3 separate regions of the Sus scrofa genome follow, and all the other regions are linked to region 1. A link is a contact called in public HiChIP or PLAC-seq data. All regions are on one chromosome and are shown on one strand. Each heading gives the region's core, a stretch centred on a gene start, on an enhancer-like site or on the middle of the called end of the contact. The rest is flanking DNA. Distances are from core to core; before and after follow the strand shown.

Region 1 (4,077 bases), core at 1,061-3,560:
ACCACACAGGGAACTATATCCAATCTCCTGGGATAGACCATAAGGGAAAAGAATATAAAAAAGAATGTATATATATGTATAACTGAGTTACTTTGCTGTACAGCAGAAATTGGCACACTGTAAATAATTTATTTTTTTTTAATTTTAAAAAATAAAACGAATTTGATATATCTTTAAGGTTATCTAAACATAATGGTGAACTCAAAGTGCTAACATAGACTGAATCTTAAATGTGACTAAGGAAAGAGTATATGATAAATAGTAAATCTGATAAAATAAAAATATAAAGAAAACGTACCAAAATAGCAAGCTTACATGAAGTCGCAAGTTCTCGCATATCCCTGAATGGCTGCAGTAAATACTGGAAGAACATGGTTGCCACAGTAACTAATTCCTGGTATGCTTCATCTTCCTCTTGATAAACTTCCATTAATGCCACCATGGTGTTGGCTTTTTTGTGACCTCGAAGCAGCTAGAAGGCAAAATGTAAACAAAGCTCCAGTACAGACAGTATAAGAGCATACCAAAGCTGAAGATACCTGAATGTTCTAAACTTTAATGCATCAATGTCAAATACCGATTAAGGGAGTTTCCTCAGTGGGTTAAGGACCCAGTGTAGTCTCTGTGAGGGGTAGGGTTCGATCCCTGGCCTTGCTCAGTGGGTCCAAGATCCGACGGCGTTGCCTGAGCTGTGGTACAGGTCGCAAACGCGGCTGGGATCTGGCGTTGCTGTGGCTGTGGTGTAGGCCGACAGCTACAGCTCCAATTCGACCCCTATCCTGGGACCCTCCATAAGCCACGGGTGCGGCCCTAAAAAGCAAAAAACAAAACAAACAAAAAAGAATGGCTCCTAGGGAGAAACCGGCAAAATAGAGGCAAGTCAGGGTGTGGGATAGCTGTGGATATATGAGCCATAGTTCCTCTTAAACTCTTTTGTGAATTTGTGAATCCCCTTCAGTTCTGTAGCTTACCACTCAAAAAATAAATTGTCTGATCTCTCTAATTACCTCTTTCAAGCTTAAAATTGCACTCCTGTTGCTGCTCTTAAAGACCGATGAATACAGCTCACGTCCCATCGGCTATTCCATGTAACCGTCTCCTAGAAGCCGCTTCATCCTCTAGAACATTTTGTCCCCACTACTGATCTCCGCTCACGCACAGAACCTGGCTTTGTTTACATTTAGTCCGTGTTGTCATTTCCTACACGGAGAGGGTAGCTCTAGTTTTGCTTTCAGTATCCTCTAGTATTTGCATCACAGCAGCCTGCTCCGCCAATAGCTTCAGCGGAATGGTTTAAGGGCCTACCCAGCTTCTCACAGCGAATAAAGGTTGTTGATGTTGTTGCCGTAACTTAGTCCTCTTACTAGACCCCATGTGGATTCCTCAGAATTCCCCAAGCTGCTCCCCAACAGGTGAAGGGCACCTATGGGACTGTGCTCTCCTGTGCATCACACTAAAAACTGGCCCCCTCCCCGCGAGGGTCTACGGAAGGACCCCCACCCTCGGAAAGGCCCCAAGGCTGAACCGAGCGGGAGAGGACCGGGTGTCCGCCCGGTGGGTGCATACCTGGCGCAGCCGTGAGCCCGCCTCGTCCCGCCGCGCGCGCAGGGCCCGCTCCCGAAATTCGCGTAGGCTCTCGCAGTCCGCCGCGCAGCCATCCGCCGGGAAGAGCGCGTCGCGCACCGCGGAGCCGCCACAGCCGTCGGCCGCCTGGCCCAGGTAGCGCTCCAGCTGCCCGCACAGTTCCTGCAGCGCCGCCTCGCCCGGGCCCGCGCGTGCCGGCCACACCAGCGTCCACAGCCCGCGCCCCAGGCCCCAGGCCCCGCCGCCGCCCGCGTCCAGCTCTGGCGGCAGCTGCGGGAAGCAGGGCTCCAGCGGCGGCCATAGCGCCGCCAGCTGCCGGTGCGCGCCGCGGAGCCCGGAGGCCGAGAGCAGGCCCGCCCAGCTGGGCGGGGGGGCGGCGGCCTCGAGCACGGGCTTGGGCTCGCGCTCGGGCCCCGTCCGGTCCCCCTCGCGCCGCCGCTGCCGCTGCGCCGTGCGGTCGTGACAAGTCACAGCGAACTTGCCTTCCGCGTCGTTCCAGGCCACGAGGAAGCGCAGCTGATGCCGCTCTGGCTCGGCGAAGAGGTCCTCGCGGACCGGCACCCAGCCCTCCAAGCTATCGGGCTGCTCGTCCTCCATGGCCGCCGACGGTCAGCACCCGTAGGGCTTGGCTCGCCGGGGCCTGGCCTGGCACTCCCACTCACTGGAAGGTCCGAACAGCGTCATTTTTCGCTGAACTAGAATCGGGGTCAGCGCCCAGACTAGCGCCACCATCGGCACTTTTGATTGGCTAGCTATGGTTTCCAGCGCGCTTCCGGGATTGGTTGGGTAATAGAAGGGAGGGCTCTCGACAACCAATGAAAAGGTCAAAAGATCGTCCTCCCACCCCAGGCAATCAAGGTAGCAACCTAGTCGAGAGCCCGAAATTACCACTCTTGCCTCCCCTTTTCCACCTGTATACATATTGACGTTGAAAAATTGTTAAATGAAGAGTCCTACACTAATCTGTGAACCTCTTGAAAATGGAGATTCTGTCTTCTGTTATCAGGACCCTAGTGAATACATGATTCCTGCTTTCAAGAGTGGTGAGATCAAACATTTAAGCAATAGTTATTTAATGGAGGTCTTTAAGCACCAAGCACTAGGTAGAAGCCACAAACACTGGTATCAATTCAACAAACTTTTACGTAATGTATGCTGTGTGCGTGTTTTGGGAGGTTGGGCACAGAGGGAGCATACAAAAAGATACCTCTTCTTCAAGGCACCCCAGCTTTCAAGCAGCATGTTTAAATACAATCTATGTTAAAACCCTTCATTTGAGAGATAAGGAAACAGGCTCAGAAAAGAAATTTTTCTTAAGCTACACAGGCAATCAGGCACTTCACACCCTTCAGACCACCTGGTTGCTGAAGACCTGTTTAAGGAGATCCGGAGATGTAATTTGCAGTGGGGAGGGAGTGTGACTTGGAGCTCGAGCTGTTCATACAACAGGGAATAAGACAGCCTTGGTCTCTACCCACTGTGTACTGAGAAATACAACACAGGTCCGCTCCCATCCTGCCAGTGCACTGAGAGGCTAGTGGGGGTAGAGGGCGGAGGGGAGGGAGGGGGTGCACAAGGAGCTGAGAAGGAACCCTTCATCACAAGGTTTGTGAGGGTTTGATTCGGGAACCAATGAAAGACTTTTTGAAGGTTTGGGGGCTGGGAAAGCCTGCAATCAGATTTGCACTGGTTATTATCCCCAGACAAACAACAACAACAAAAATAAAAAACAGAGCTAGGTGAAAGCTACCGTTAGGCATCTCTCCCGCTGAAGATAATCCCAGGGCATCTAGGAACCTCTGTGGAATGTAGCTGGAAAGTCTAACGTTGCCTGTATCTGTCCGGGAGAAGGGGGATTGTGGGGTCCTGGATACCAGACAGCGGCTCTGGCTATTATTCAGTCCTCTTGAACAGATAACCTTTTAGGTAAAGAGATTTATTTTTCCTCAAACTTTTTTTTTTTTTTTTTTTTTTAAAGGCTGCACCCGGGGCATATGGAAGTTTCCAGGGCTGGGCAGCTGCTCAGGATCCTTTAACTTGTTGCACCTGGCTGGGGATCCAATCACCCGCCTCTACAGCGACCCAAGCCGCTACACTCGGATTCTTAACCCACTGTGCCTCGGCCAGAACTCCCTCAAACTATTTTTTAACATTATCGTTTTAGCTAAAAATGATTTACTTATTCTTTAATAGCCTGTTTTAATATGTTTTGTATATTCTTTACAGTATATCTTTTTACCGTATTTGTGTTATATTGTTTAATCCTTTCTAGTAGTTCTAAATTATTTGCTTTTTCAAAATGAAATTAGCAGACTTTCTAATTATAAAGGTAATTTCTGTTTTGTGTGAGAGGGGCATAAATGTATACATTCTTAGGAAAAAAAAAAAAAAAACAGAAAAGTACACACCAAACCTAATCATTTTTACCGGGGTGCCTGACTGGCTTACATTTCCTTTATGATTCTTTTGTAGTATTTGCTCTTTTCTAAGCCA
Region 2 (4,077 bases), core at 508-3,007, 420 kb after region 1:
GCCTCCTTGCCGCCGTGGTACACCGCCCGGTTCTCGGAAATGTGGATGCTCGGGGCGCAGCCCATGCTGGCGGCGGCGCGGCGGACACGCTGGCGGGCAGCCGCGATCCGGTCAGCAAACGGCCCGCCCGGCGCCTCGGGGCCGCCGCGGGCGCCGTGTCATCGCCGCCTGGGCGGGCGGCGGCGGCGAGCGCGGGTCTCGCGTCAGGAAGTGCGGCCGCCCCTTTTATCGTGGTGCGGGCGCGGCGGCGGCGGCGGCGGCGGCAGCGGTGGGGAGGGGGCGCTGGGGCGGGCGGCGCGCCGCGGCCGCCCCTCCGAACATGCCCTTCCTGAGGCGGGAGCCGCCGGCCGCCTCCCTCACATCGCCGCGCTCGCCTCGGCCGCACCGCGCTTCCGGGGAATTTCGGGGGAGGAGATTTGCGCTCTCCCGACCCGAGAGCCGGCGAGTCCGCGCCGCGCGAGCGACGCCGCCCTAGCCGTGGGGCGGTGCGACCCCCAGGGGAGGTGAGCTCTCCGCCAAGCCCGCGCCCGCTCCGCGGCGCTGCAGCCGCTGCCTCCCCTGGCCCGGGCACCCACGCCGCTCCGCCTGCTGTCCCACGAATAAATGCCCCTGATCTGAGGGCTGGTAGAGGAGAGAGGTAGCCTAGGTCTCTCGCCGTTGAGGGGTGGGGGCCTGAGGAAGCCCCTCAGGGCTGCGAGGCTGCGAACGCCCCGGTGGGGAAGGAGAGCCCTTACTTCCAGCCGGACCTGGGGCCGCGCCGTCGAGAAGCGCTGAAAAGCGGCGACGCTCACCCGGGAGCTGCGGGCTGCAGCTCCGGCTCCGTGTTCCGGGCCGGGTCTTGCCGGCAGCCTGCCGCGCCCAGCCCCCAGCGGTGACCTCCAGCGGGTGCTGGCGTCAATGCAAAGCAGCTGGGGCGCCCGCCGCCGCCTCCCGGCACCGCCCGCCACTGAGCATGCGCGGCCACGACGGGAGGGGCGCGCTGCCCCAATGCCGGGAGTAGGAGAGCGACTTGCCCAAGGCCACACACAGCCACCCTGGGCGCGTGGGCTCTGACCTCGGTTCCGCGGCCGCCAAAACCCAAGCCCCTGAGTTCGAATCCCCCAACTGTATAACTTAGCAGCTGCATGACTTCGTTCAGGTCACTATCTCTGAGCCTTGGAGCGCGCATCCATTAAAGAGGCCTCTGGAAGGATCTCCATGGGGCGGGGGGGACAGGGCAATGAGGGCACCCGTACTCCGATCCCAGGCAGGTGGGGACTGGGCGTTATGGTCGGGGGTCTCAGTCCCTGTGCGCTCCCTCGCGCGCCAAGACCTGGGGCACCATGCTTGCCTGCACTGGCAACGGAGAGGCTGCGATGCTGGGATGCTGAGAAGCTACTTTCGCGACAGGTTGGGGATGCCAACCAATGATACTCATCTGAACCAAAGACGGGGGCGCCCAAGACCCCAAAGGCTCCCTGGCCTGCTGGAGCAGAACCAGGCGTCCGCCGTGCAGGGCGAGGGTTGTGATGATGCCAGACGCGCTTTCAGAACTGCAATCCCACACAGATCGCCGCCAGCTCGCTGTGTGACCTTGGGCGAATCACTTAACCTTTCCGTGCCTGAGTCTTCCCTCCCCCGATCAGCTGGAGGGTGGCGCCCCTGGGTGTCCCATCACGTACCCCGGCGCAGCCCACCTCGGACCTGCCCGCACTCCCGCCCTCTCTGAGGCTCCAAGTCCGCGGAGACTCTGGCGCTGCGGGTCCCTTTCCTCTCCCGCGGTCCACACCTTTTCCTAGCGCGGCCCCGGAGCGACCCTGGTTTGCCGCCTCTCCAGCCGGACGCCCAGCTACTGTAAAGACCCGGAGGTGTGCTCTGGGCTGGAGTCCCTTCTGCGGCGCTAGGATCACACAGCCTCGGGCGCCGGATTCCGCGATGGCTTGGGCTTCAAAGAGCTAGGATCCAAACCGGCGGCGCACCTCAAGCCGTGATCTTCTGGGCCCGAGGTGCGCACTGGGTAGAAATGACCGGTAACTTGAGAGCAGCTTTGTGCTGCTGGCCCTTTCTACTAGCCGAGCTGGCCCAAACCACTGGCACGTGACGAGCATTATCAAGTTTAAGCAATAATTAGGGATTTATGCCTCCTCGTCCTATAAAAGTACCCAGTTGAAAGGCACAGGAAAAGATTTTTCTGTCATCGGTTATTCCATCTAAATTGTAGTGTGCTTTCTGTGCTTGTTCTGCAGATTTTAGAAGGTAATTTTTCCAGGCAGAATCTGGACCCTTCTAAATAAAGAGTAATTCATGCAGAAAACGCTTTGAACCATCAGAGTGCTTGAAAGACTATCTCACGCCCTCTGTCCTCCCCTCCTGGCGCTGAGAAGTCTGGCCTTGATGACTCCCAGCACTGACCTTGCCTCCTCCTGCCACTATAGACTGCCCTCTCGCCCCCACCCCCCTGCCTCACAGGCAGAACCTCAGCATCCTGTCCTCTCCTTGGAAATTCTTGAGCAACCCCTTTTCTAATTAGGAGTGCGGACTTCTATCCCCAGCCCCTGCCTCACTGGCTACCTTCATTGCCATCCTGAGCTGGTCACTTACCCTCTCTGTGCTCAGAGAACTGCTGGACAGCCATGTTGACTGATTCCCAGCTCTGCAATTTGGGGACTTAGACTTAAAGACCTAAGGCTAAGAATGAAGCAGGGACAGACAGGAAAGGTAGGAATCATCTGCCCGCTTCTGGGGTCACAAGGAGTAACCCCCCACTCACTTCTGTAATACTCTGGAACTCAGCCTGGGACACTCCAGGAAGTCACAGTCTCTTCCCGCCACCTGCCTCCCATCCCAGCTTCAAGCGCCTTACATCGGATGCCTCCTACTTCTTCCCTGGCCATAACTTGCATTTTGAGTGACGGGGGACACAAAAGGTGTTACAATGACAGAAATAACCCAAACCTTGAATGTGCCACCTGCTGGCTTACCCAGGACTCCCGAGCCCCTGTGTTGAATCTCTCAAGGTGAAGTTCATAGCAGAGAGGCACCCCAGCTCTGTGGGCACCTGGAAGTTCTGGGCAACACAGGAACACACTCCGCCACAACCCCCCGTGCCTTCCACCCAGGTGCATGGACCCCCAAGCAGAGCTGCTTGACCCCCACCAGGCTCAGAGTTGTAGCTGAATGTCAACTTCAGTTCTTACTCTTCAGACTCAGGCATGAGGTCAGTGGGGCTAGGACAGATGCCAGCCTGGGCCCTGTCCACCCACTAGCACAGGCCATTCCCGGGAGACTCCTCCTGTGGCCCCCTTCACCAGTTCGTGAGGGACATGAAGATGCAGGGTCCCACACAGCTTTATTTGTCTAAAACCCAAACCGACTCTGTTTCCACACTTCTTATACCTAAGCTGATCATTTATACAGTCAGTGCTCCCTCTTGGCTCTACTTCCTTCCACACTGAAGAGTTAGCATTCGAAGCCTGCTATTGGGAGTTCCTGTCATGGCTCAGCAGTAATGAATCTGACTATTACCTGTGAGGACTCAGGTTCAATCCCTGGCCTTGCTCAATGGGTTAAGAATCCAGCATTGCTGTGAGCTGCGATGTAGGTCAAAGATGTGGCTCAGTATTGTGGTTGTGGCTGTGGCCAGCAGCTAGAGCTCCAATTCCACCCCTGGCCTGGGAACTTCCATTTGTGCAGGTGCAGCCCTTAAAAAAAAAAAAAAAAAAAAAAAAAAAAAAAAAAAAAAAAGGAGTTATCATCATGGTTCAGTGGAAAGGAATCTGACTAGCATACATGAGGATGCAGGTTTGATCCCTGGCCTCGTTCAGTGGGTTAAGGATCCGGCATTGCTGTGAGCTGTGGTGTAGGTAGCAGATGCAGCTCAGATCCTGCATTGCTGTGGTGTAGGCCAGCGGCTACAGCTCCAGTTCAGCACCTAGCCTGGTAACCTCCATATGCCTCGGGTGCGGCCCTAAAAATAAAATAAATAAATAAATAAAAGACTGCTATTGGCTCTCCATTTTTTACTCCTCTCCTTGCATTCCCTGTTGTAGAGGGCTGAGGCAGCCACAAGATCAGCCCTGAGGTCTGAATCCTCATCCT
Region 3 (4,077 bases), core at 974-3,473, 300 kb before region 1:
ACAGATGCTAGCCTAGCCAGGGAATTATGCTGCTGGGGACAGTGGGAGGGTGGGAAGGAGGGAGAGGAGAAAGAAGAGGGAGGAGTCAGATGCTCCTTGAATTTTAACCTGCAGGAGGATGGGAAGAATGCTTGGAACCAATGATTCAAAACTCCGCAGGGCTCAGCAAATGTGTTCAACAATACACCACGATACATAATTCAGTGTGGACTCAGCAAATGCCATCACCATCCTCCCCCTAGCTGAGGCCAAAATCTCAGAGTCATCCTCAGATCCTCTCCAAGCCATGCAATCCTTCCATAAGCTGCGCCGCCCTCCCTCCCAAATACCCCCATACCCAGCCATGTCCCTCTCCTTGTGCTGCTCCCTGTTCCCCTACCCGGAAAGCTCTGTCCCCGCGTCTTCCTGCAGCTCATGTCACCTCCTCCAAGAAGTCTTCCCTGACCACCAGTGCCCCCTCGCAGTCACTCTTTCTTGATGCCTCATTTTACATGTTGAGGTCTGTCACATCATGTGCCTCCCCCATCCCTTGTGGTTTGTTCAGAGCTAGTGCCCCAGCACTTGGAACACTGCCAGGCATATAGTATGTACTCAAAAATTTTTTTTTTTTTTTGTCTTTTTAGGGCTGTCCCCACGGCATATGGAGGTTCCCAGGCTAGGGGTCGAATCACACCACAGCCACAGCAACACCCAATCTGAGCCATGCCTGCGACCTACACCACAGCTCACAGAAACACCAGATCCTTAACCCATTGAGCGAGGCGGCCAGGGATTGAACCTGCATCCCCATGGATGCTAGTGAGATTCATTTCCACTGAGCCACGACAGGCACTCCTGTACTCAAATATTTGTTGAACTGTCCATAATGCCATTTTAGAAGAGCAGAGTCCCCCATGCACTATATTCACAAACATGTGACATTCACTGCTCAGAGATACTTCTTCCACGAGTTGTGCTCCAAGACTGGGTCAGACTGAAGGCTGTCACTGCCCATGCCCAGGGAGCACTCAGTATGGATGGGTGCCCTCTGGATAAGGCCGTTAGTAAGTGGTGGCCCCAGCAGTGAAAGAGAAGGAAGTCACCGCCCTGTGGGCAGACACTTTTCCGCAGCCTAAAGGTCTGGAGGGGGTTTGCAGCATACAGACTGATGCAATTTCCTTAGCACCAACTGCTATGGGAAACATAACAGGTTACTTCCTCCGCTCCACAGACAGCAAGGAACATCAGCAGGGACAGAGGTCTGGCCCCTTTCCCACTGCCCAAGCAGGCCCGCCACTGCCTGGTGCCATTGATTGGCCAGGGATCCCCTCATACAGGAGAGGCAAGGTTTGAACCAAACCCATATGCTGCCTCCTTCGGCCTCACCCATTTCCTTAGCATGCACCTGCCTCTCTGCCCTACTCCCCCTCCTACACTACAAGGTACCCTTCACTGTCTTTTTGGATCCTGACAATAAGATGCAAATATAGGCCATTTGACAGACCAGAAAACTGAGGCCAGGCCATAAGGTTAGTGCCAAAGCCAGGCCTAGAACCCAGGTCTTTGCCAATTCATTCTGGGCTATTTCTGCTTGTCATTCACAACAGTTTCTAAAATTAATAAGAAATGACAAGTATGTGTGTGTCCATACATGGAAACGTTCCTGCCAAAAGAGGCATGGCCCAAGGTAACACAGTCAAGCTCCTAGTTGTTGGTGTGTGTACGGCCCCCACCCCTCCCCCTGGGCACTTCAAGGGCAGGGGCATTGCCTTATTGACCTCTGTAACCCCGGATACCTGGCACGGTGCTGGCACAGAGCGGACGCCCAGCACTTGGCCCTAGAATTGCGCCGAATGTCAAGGATGCCAGCCTGAGCAAGGACCCCGGCCCGCGCGACTCAGGGCGCCTCCCCTCCTCCGGCCGGCCGCCGGGAGCCCTAGAGGCCGCCGAACCTCTGCCCTGCAGTTTGCGGCTCAGCCCCATCCGGAAAGTTGCTGGGGCTCCTGCCGCGCCGACCCCCGCCGCGCGCGCCCACTCACTCGTGCTGGGCAGCCAGGTGGTTGAAGACGTAGGTGACCGGGATGGCCGAAAGGGACAGCACGAAGACCCCAGTGGCTGCCGAGGCACTCATCGCCGCTGCCGCGCCGCTTGCCCTTCACCGCATCCCGCGCGGGCGCCCCGCCCCAGCTTCCGGCAGCGCCCGCGCCCCTCGGCCGTGCCCTTCGAGGCGCCCCGCGCCGCGCCGCGTCCCGCCCCGCCCGCGCGCCCCCCGCGCCGCGCCCTCAGCAGCGCCCCCTCGGCGCGCCCGCCCGCAGCCGCCGGGTGCGCAGGGCAGCGGCGCAGTTCCCGGAGGCGCCCCAGAGGTCCTCCAGCCCAGGGGCGCTGGGACTCCGCCGCGGGCGAGGGGCGGCGCCGAGGAACCGAGACAGCCCCCTGCCGGGGACAGGTGCCCCCGGAGGCGCGCGCTCTGCGGGAAGGCGGAGGTCCGGGAGACGGGCGCGGGGCCCGGGAGACGGGCGCAGCGGGCAGCTTGTCATCGACGACCTGGACAGGCTCTGGGCCGAGCTGCGGGCCAGCAGAAGGTGGAGCCAGACCCGGGGGTGTCACAGCGGGAAGGGCCCGGGAGCTCATCCACGTGGAGAACCCACGGCGGGGGGGACGGAATAGGATACACGATCCCGGAACTTTGGAACCTGTGTGCGGAAGCAGCCAAGAAGGGCTCCTGCGCACAGTCTGAATCCCGGTTTAAACTCAGGCTGCTCACTCAACCAGCTGATGACCCACCTTGGTCAAGGGCTCAATGTGTTATCTTTCCCCTTCTCTACCAAATGGAGCTAACACCCATCAGTGTGATTGTGGGATCCATGAGGCGCTCGCCTCCTAGTACTATCACCTGCACTTCCCACTTTCTAATTGGAACTGACACTCAGAGGAATACAATGATTTAAGAGACTAGAATGCCATTTATTTCTACTCTCGGTAGCGTTCCTGGAAGCCAGTTTACCATCAGTCTGCAGGTGCTAGGCCATACAGGGTACAAGGGCCGGAAGACCAGGGCGCTGGGCTCACACTGCGGTCAGACGGATGCCCACTAGTTGCAGAGAATAGTGTGCACCAAATTTCCCCTGGCTGCTTGACCGTGTGGGCGTGTGGCGGGGCGGGGGGGCCCTTCAGAACGCCCCCACCCCCACCCCCGGGACAGAGCCTGGATTCCTCTACTGCCTGGGAAAAGGAAGGGAAGTGGCTTTCAGAGAACAGCTTAAGCAACCAAGGGAAGCGCATGTCGTTAGTGATCTTACAACTACTAGCAAGCTGAAGACACCATTGGGCTCTCTTTTCTAGTAGCCACATAAAAAAGTAAAAAGACAGAGGTAATTTTCTTTTCTTTTTTAGGGCTGCACCTGGGGCATATGGAAGTTTCCAGGCTAGAGGTCAAATCAGAGCCACAGCTGCCGGCCTACACCACAGCCACAGCAACACAGTATCTGCACCATCGTCTGACCTACACCACAGCTCTCGGCAGTGCCTGATCCTTAACCCATTGAATGAGGCCAGGGATCGAACCCATGTCCTCATGGATACAAGTCAGGTTCTTAAGCCGCTAAGTCACAACAGGAACTCCTGAAACTGATTTTAATAGTGCATTTTATTTAACATAATATAGCCAAAAGAGTCATCATTGTCAAAGATATTAATAGGATAATTTACAACCTTTTTAAAATACTAAATCTTAAAAGTTTTTTTTTTATATTTTTGTATTTTACACTTAAAAGGATAATTCATTTCAGCCTAGTCACATTTCAAGTGCTCAGTAGCCACATGTGGTCAGTTGCTTCTGTATTGAGCATCACAGCCCTAGACTTATTCCTCCTTATCATATCAACCTGGCTTCCATTATGTTCTCTGCTACTGTAAGAATGGATATGATAATTAAATCATTGATAAACTTACTCAAACATTCTCAGAGGATCTACCATGGTTCTAGCATTGTTCTGAGAAGCGATCACACAAAGATGAATTACAAATACATCTTGCCCATGAAGACCACAGCCTAGTGTGAGAAAAACGTGTAAACAGTTAGCATGCAAGGCTATAAAA

The links. HiChIP or PLAC-seq counts read pairs in DNA pulled down with a chosen protein or histone mark.
Region 2: a contact with region 1 is called in an H3K27ac HiChIP or PLAC-seq map of alveolar macrophages. The contact joins the promoter of PDE8A here to the promoter of WHAMM in region 1. A contact is called at or near these places in 2 of 47 Hi-C or Micro-C datasets (liver and skeletal muscle) and 1 of 2 datasets of contacts at active chromatin or transcription factors (alveolar macrophages).
Region 3: a contact with region 1 is called in an H3K27ac HiChIP or PLAC-seq map of alveolar macrophages. The contact joins the promoter of TM6SF1 here to the promoter of WHAMM in region 1. A contact is called at or near these places in 2 of 47 Hi-C or Micro-C datasets (both in skeletal muscle) and 2 of 2 datasets of contacts at active chromatin or transcription factors (alveolar macrophages and skeletal muscle).

What each region holds. Positions count from the first base shown.
Region 1 is chr7:52,138,023-52,142,099 of Sscrofa11.1, forward strand. It overlaps WHAMM (WASP homolog-associated protein with actin, membranes and microtubules), which reads right to left and starts at 2,311. Exons shown (of 10, transcript XM_001927315.5): 1 at 1,567-2,311; 2 at 299-472. The coding sequence starts at 2,181.
Region 2 is chr7:52,556,725-52,560,801 of Sscrofa11.1, forward strand. PDE8A (high affinity cAMP-specific and IBMX-insensitive 3',5'-cyclic phosphodiesterase 8A) reads right to left here and starts at 1,758. Exons shown (of 22, transcript XM_021098898.1): 1 at 1,662-1,758.
Region 3 is chr7:51,842,709-51,846,785 of Sscrofa11.1, forward strand. TM6SF1 (transmembrane 6 superfamily member 1) reads right to left here and starts at 2,224. Exons shown (of 11, transcript XM_005666106.3): 1 at 2,019-2,224. The coding sequence starts at 2,110.